2 separate regions of the Mus musculus genome follow, and region 1 is linked to region 2. A link is a contact called in public promoter capture Hi-C data. All regions are on one chromosome and are shown on one strand. The core of a region is the stretch at or near the end of the contact, and the rest is flanking DNA. Distances in the headings are between cores, read along the strand shown. Region 1 holds the start of Cox8a (cytochrome c oxidase subunit 8A). Region 2 holds the start of Polr2g (polymerase (RNA) II (DNA directed) polypeptide G).

Region 1 (3,030 bases), core at 189-2,688, 1.6 Mb before region 2:
CTTCTTAAATAAACCATTCTCACGTGTCCTTGCTTTCTATACAGTTTCTTCTCTTTTTTTGTTTTTGTTGTTTGTTGTCTACACAGAGACAGGGTTTCTCTGTGTAGCCCTGGCTGTCCTGGAACTCACTCAGTAGACCAGGCTGGCCTTGAACTCAGAGATCCACAGCTTCTATAGCATAAGTGCTGGATTATAGGCGTGTGCCACACTGCCCTGCTGGGGTTTTGTATCTTTTAAAGATGTGTTTTATCTATATTTGTATGATGCATGTGTGTGAGCACAGGTATGTGTTTGCATGCTTACCCAAGGTCAGGACGGGATGTCAGATGCGTTGGAGCTGGAGTTACAAGCTTGTTATATGGGTGCTGGAACCTGAACCAGTCTTCATGAGGCTATGCACCAAACGCCATCTTTCCAGCCCCCAGACTCTTGTTTTTGAGACAGAGTCTCAGTATGTTGCCCAAGCTGGCCTGAATTCCCGAGCTCTGTTTTCATGCCTCAACCTCCCACTAAATGGGCGTAAGAGAGGGCATGGCTTGGTTGTCACTGTTTCTTCAGTGGCAGTGCTTTGGTTCTACCCCTAATTCAATGCCCAGATATCTGGATTCATGACCCATTGTCACTTAAAACAGAAGAGCTCCAAAAAAGGGAGGGATGGGGGGGCCTAGGCTGCGGTGTAGTATTAAGAAAGTGCTTGCCTAACACAAAGTCCCGGGCTTGATCCCCAGCACCACATAAACCACAAGTGATGGCACAGGCCTGTTATCCCAGCACTAAAGAGATTATCGCTTCAAAGTCAAATGTGGTCAGCCTGGGCTACAAGAGACCCTGCCTCATGTTTTTAAACTAATGTTTTAAAAGTAAAAATTGTCCTAGTATCTAAATGCTCCTACATCTCTGGGAATGTAGACCTGGTGAACTCTGCAGCCCTCCTTAATAATAAAATGTAGCAGTAACAACCATGACGTCGCTGCCAGTTACCAGGCATGCCCTCCCCTGCGGTGGGGGGGGGGGGGGAATGGAAGGAGAGACGGGTTTAGAGAGGCCGAACAGAGTAAACAAACTAGCGGGCTGACCTGACATCCAGGAACTTGGGAAAAATACCTAGGGCTTAGGAGCAGCCGAGCGACTGTCTCATCCATGCCTTGAGGACAGGCCTAAGCCAATGTCGCAGGCTACCACAGTTCGCCCACCTCCCCGCTCCCGGTCCGTCCCGCTCACCAGGACCCCGAGCTGCTCCCGCGCCGGCTTCGAGTGGACCTGAGCCCGCGGCACCATGAGCCGCCGGGCCGAGCCGGTCAGGCTCCTCAGCAGCAGTGGCGTCAGGACAGACATGACGGCGCGGAACGACCACGGACGAGGACCAGTCCAAGGTCAGGGAGTCAAGATGGCCGAACCAGCCGGAAGTTCCGGCGCTGAAGTTGCCGGACGCCCGAGCCGGAAGTATTTCGGAAATGACGTCGGGACAAGCCCCCTCGCCCGCCTGGGCTGTTTTTGGCGCGCTCCTCGAAACAACCAACCGACATCATCCTACACAGATGGGAGGAGAAATGAGACACCTTTGCTCCCACCTCCACTTTCTTCGAGAGTGACACGCATAGCCACCCAATCACACAAGCTACAAGTCTATTGACTCCTTGGCTCCTCCCTCCATTCATTTAACTAGGATCCTCTCTCTGCCAGCACTGTACTAGTGACTCCAGCTCGCCACCAGTAAGCCTCTAGTTTTAAAAACATAGTTTTACTTTATGAGTGTTTTGTCAGCATGTTCATCTGTGTATGCAGAACGCAGAGAGGCCAAAAGAGGGTGTTGGATCCTCTGGAACTGGAGTTCAGGCAATAGTGAGTAATCTTGTGGATGCTGGGAACTGAACTGAACTGGACCTCTGCAAGAGCAGCGAGTGCTTCTAAGCGCTGAGCTCTCTCTCCAGCCCCGAGACTCCTGTCATTTACTGTTATCCTCTCAGAAACCCGTTTCCACATAACTGGTAACTGTTCTCAACTTCTGCTTTCCTCCTTTTGTGTGTGTTAGGACAGTTTTGTTTTGTTTTGTTTTGTTCTCTGTTTTTCGAGACAGGGTTTCTCTCTGTAGCCCTGGCTGTCCTGGAACTCACTCTGTAGACTAGGCTGTCCTTGAACTCAGAAATCCGCCTGCCTCTGCCTCCCGAGTGCTGGGATTAAAGGCATGCGCCACCACGCCCGGCCAGTTTTGGTTTTTTAAGGTCTCCAGTAGCCCAGGCTGTCCTAAAACCGTGTAGATGAGAATGACCTTGAACTTTTCTGCTTCTATTCCTATGTTCCATGCCTTGTTGCCTCTCTTCTTTCTCTTCTTTATCCCCTGTCTCCCTTCTGCCTTTATTCTTTCTGTTCCTTTCTCCTCTCTCCTTCCTTCTTGTTTTACTAGACAAATACCTGATCAAGTGGTTCCCCATTGCTTTCTTTAAAAAAATATTTATGTATGTGATTACACTGTGTCTATACAGATGGTTGTGAGTCTTCATGTCACTGTTGGGATCTGAATTTTTAAGACCTCTGCTTGCTCCGGTCAGCTCTGCTCGCTCCTGTAAACTCAGTCCCTGCTTGCTCTGGCACAAAGATTTATTTATTATTAATACATAAGTACACTGTAGCTGACTTCAGATGCACCAGAAGAGGGCCTCCAATGGGATTTGAACTCAGGACCTTCGGAAGAGCAGTAAGTGCTCTTATCCACTGAGCCATCTTGCCAGCCCTCCCCATTGCTTTCTAGACAAGGCCCGGATCTTGGATATTGCCCTTCTGTCTGACTTCTCAATATCGCTTGTTTTTTGTCCTTGCTCCTAGGTCTCTTCTCCACCCTTCCAGATTTTGGACTTTTTACTCTTTACATTCTACCTAGAACACCTTTTCTTTCTTTTTTAAAAAGATTTATTGGGGCTGGTGAGATGGCTCAGTGGGTAAGAGCACCCAACTGCTCTTCCGAAGGTCCGGAGTTCAAATCCCAGCAACCACGTGGTGGCTCACAACCATCTGTAACGAGATCTGACTCCC
Region 2 (3,359 bases), core at 101-2,600:
CATAACCTTTCTATGAATAATACTCTTACCTTGTTGACCTGAGTGACCACAGCATCCACCACTTCACCTTTAAAGGGCCGGAAAACAATAGCTTTGTATTTCACTGGATAAAGAACAAAACCTCGGCCTGGCTGGATCACACCAGCACCAATATTGTCGATGGTGGTGACAGCAATTACAAAGCCATATCTGCATGAAAAATGAAAGAAGACAGCTATGTGAAGAGCCTCTGAAAAGCCACCAGCAATAAGAGTCTCTGTGTGAAAGAACCTCTGTTCAGATGGTTCATTGATCAAGAAGAGACAGGACACAGATTAGCACCTAAATATATATATATATATATACACACACACACACACACACACACACATATATATGTTTTTTCGAGACAGAGTTTCTCTGTGTAGCGCTGGCTGTCCTGGAACTCACTCTTTAGACCAGGCTGGCCTTGAACTCAGAAATCCACCTGCCTCTGCCTCCCAAGTGCTGGAATTAAAGGCATGCGCCACCCCCGACCAGCTTAGCACATGAAATATTAAATGATGCTCTCATGATGGTACAGTAAATGCCCAAGAAGGCCTAGATATGCTGACATACACCTATTCTCTCAGTACCATGTAGGCTAAGGCAGGAGGACTTGCCAGGGTCAAAGCTGAGACAGGTCTTTCAAAAACCACAAACGAGTCAGAGAATTGTGATGAAAGCCTTTAATGTCAGCACTCAGTGGCAGGCAGATCTCTGAATTAGAGCCCAGCTTGGTCCACATAGTGAGGCCATCTCAAAACTCAAAAACATTTGCATAATAACGGTCTTATCTCACATAAGGGAAGAAAATTTTCTTTAGTAGCTTTTCAGAGTGTCTAAAACAGGCAAAAACTGGCTGCTTCAGGTGCCTGGAGGGGTGAAAGGGTTCCTCAGAGTAAGCGACAAGCCCTGACAGAAGGAGTTAAGAAGAGGTTAGAGACTAGCGCCATTGTGCGTGCATTCAGCAGACCTCTCTGTGAAGCAGAAACTCACTTCCCAGTGCAGGTCCCCTCCACCTCGGTAAACAGCTTCTGCTTCACCGTGTTGAGCAAGTTTGGACCGAAGTATCGTGGGTGCAGGAGGATCTCGTGCTCCAGGGAAATCTGCAGAGAAAGGAAGATGGAGACTCAGCCAGCCACATTGAGGACAGGAGGCGACCTGTCGGCCCTTCCGGGCCTCCAGGATCCTCCTGTGACTGCCCCTCACAGTTACCCCGCATCCAGCTCACGTGATAAAACATCTTCTGCAGAAGCTTGGCCCGCAGCGCCCAGAACTTCCCACGCAGAGACCTCTCCGGAAGCACTTGCAGAAGTCCCACCACTTCTCTGCGGTCGCTTCCGCAGCGCTGATTGAGTCTTAACGTCATGGGCGGGGATACATGAAGCCCCGCCCCTCAGGCCTGCCCACCACCGTTCATACTCCCCTCCTACTTAAAGCAAATTCTAGGACAGCCGGGATTACAGAGAAAAACCCGGCCTCGAAGAACCAAAGCCAAAACTAAAACCAAAACCAAAACCAAAACCAAAACCAAAACCAAAACCAACCAAAAAATGTGAGTTATTTTAGGTCTGACTTTTACCACATGCCCTTAAACCCAGCCGTGGCAAACAGATCTCTAAACTTAAGGCTAAGCCACAGCTACAAAGTGAGTTCCAGGGTAACCTGGGCTGTGTATACAACCCTGTAAAACATTTACACATATTTAAAAAAAACCAAAAAATTATTATTATTTAATTTGGGGGCTGAAGAAATAGCTCAGTCCTTAAGAGCACTTGCTCCTCTTGCAGAGGTCCAGGATTTAATTCCCAGCACCCACAGGGTAGCTCACACTCTTCTTTGTAACTCCAGCTCAGGGAGAGCTGACATCCTCTTCTGGCTTCCTTCAGCACTGCATGTGAGTGGTACCCAAACACACATACAGGCAGAACACCCATGCTTGTAAAATAAAAAGAAAGGCTAGGCAGCTGGGGATATGATTGTTCTTCCAAAGGATCCAGGTTTGATTCCCAGCACAAGCATGCTGACTCAACTCTCTATCTATACTTCAATCCCAGGGGATCCAGTGCCCTCTGGCCTCCATGAACACAGCACCCTTGTGGTGAACAGACATAGCTGTAGCCAGAACACTCACACATATAAAATAAGAATAACGGTTTTTTTTTTTTTTACATGTAAATAAAAATAAAGCTCTCAAAGAGGACCTGAGTTCAGTTACTAACACTAGCATTTCACAACTCCAGCTCTAAGGGGACCTGAAATCTTCTCGTAGCCTCAGAAGGTACCAGTACTCATAGGCTCATACTCACACATAGGTAGCATACATTATTAAGTACACATAATTAAAAAGAAATCACTTAGCTGGGCATGATGGCGCACGCCTTTAATCCCAGCACTTGGAAGGCAGAGACAAGTGAATTTCTGAGTTTGAGGCCAGCCTGGTCTACAGAGTGAGTTCCAGGACAGCCAGGGGCACATAAACAAGGCTGTCTTAAAAAACAAAACAAAACAAAAAAACCCCAAAAAGACAGCAAACAAACAAAAAGATTATGTCTGCAGGCATGCACTAGGCTTACTTTCTTTTCTATTTGAGGGACAGGGTTTTATTATGTAGCCATGGACGGCCTGGAATTTGTTTTGTAGAGGAAGCTTGCCTTGAACTTTTAACAATTCTCTTGCCTTTTCTTTTGAAGTCCTGGGTAAAGTGGAAGCTTAAGGTTTGTCAGTTGTGTTGGAAGGTATTTTGCTGGAGCTAACACGTGAAGGAGTGTTTTCCTGAAGTGGACACAGGTGAAAGAGTAAGGCAGACTCATGAAGGAACATTTAGTTGAAGCAGACACAGGAGAGAGATGTACTGCTAAAGCAAGCACATGAAAGGACACGTGATAAAGGATTCTTTGCTAAAAACTGGCATGTATTGGCCTGCCTTCCATTGCACAGTTGAGTTGAATTTGTCAGGACTCCATAGGGAGAAATGCACCAAAAAACTTTTGGTGGTGTGCTGCAGTTTCTTGCTGCTTCTTCGGACTTGGGCTGATTGGCAGAGTGATGTCAGGTAAGACAGACGCATGTGCTGCGTCAAGACTCATGGAGAACATGTGATGTTTGGAGAGAGTATAAGTAGGACTCAGTGGATGGTGATAGAGGCTGAGCTAGGCTTGCTTCTAGAGCTAGCTATGCAATGCTTGTAGGTCTCAAGTCTGCTTATCTCATCCCTGAGAGAGGCACAGCCTAGAACTTTTCGTAGTGTTCCTCCTGGTCCCACCTGCTGACTTGTGCCAAGGCTGAGGCCTGGCTGTCTCTGCTAGGTCGTTCCACTGCTACTGATTCATGTTTGC

The links. Promoter capture Hi-C pulls out the DNA fragments that hold promoters and counts their contacts.
Region 1: a contact with region 2 is called in a promoter capture Hi-C map of liver, with 7 times the contacts expected there. A contact is called at or near these places in 2 of 39 promoter capture datasets (liver and pre-B cells), 1 of 484 Hi-C or Micro-C datasets (B cells), 1 of 130 datasets of targeted methods (trophoblast stem cells) and 2 of 9 other capture datasets (macrophages and pancreatic islet).

Annotation. Positions count from the first base shown.
Region 1 is chr19:7,216,178-7,219,207 of GRCm38.p6, forward strand. Cox8a (cytochrome c oxidase subunit 8A) reads right to left here and starts at 1,439. Exons shown (of 2, transcript NM_007750.2): 1 at 1,222-1,439. The coding sequence starts at 1,335.
Region 2 is chr19:8,797,207-8,800,565 of GRCm38.p6, forward strand. It overlaps Polr2g (polymerase (RNA) II (DNA directed) polypeptide G), which reads right to left and starts at 1,351. Exons shown (of 8, transcript NM_026329.2): 1 at 1,253-1,351; 2 at 1,018-1,127; 3 at 30-189. The coding sequence starts at 1,264.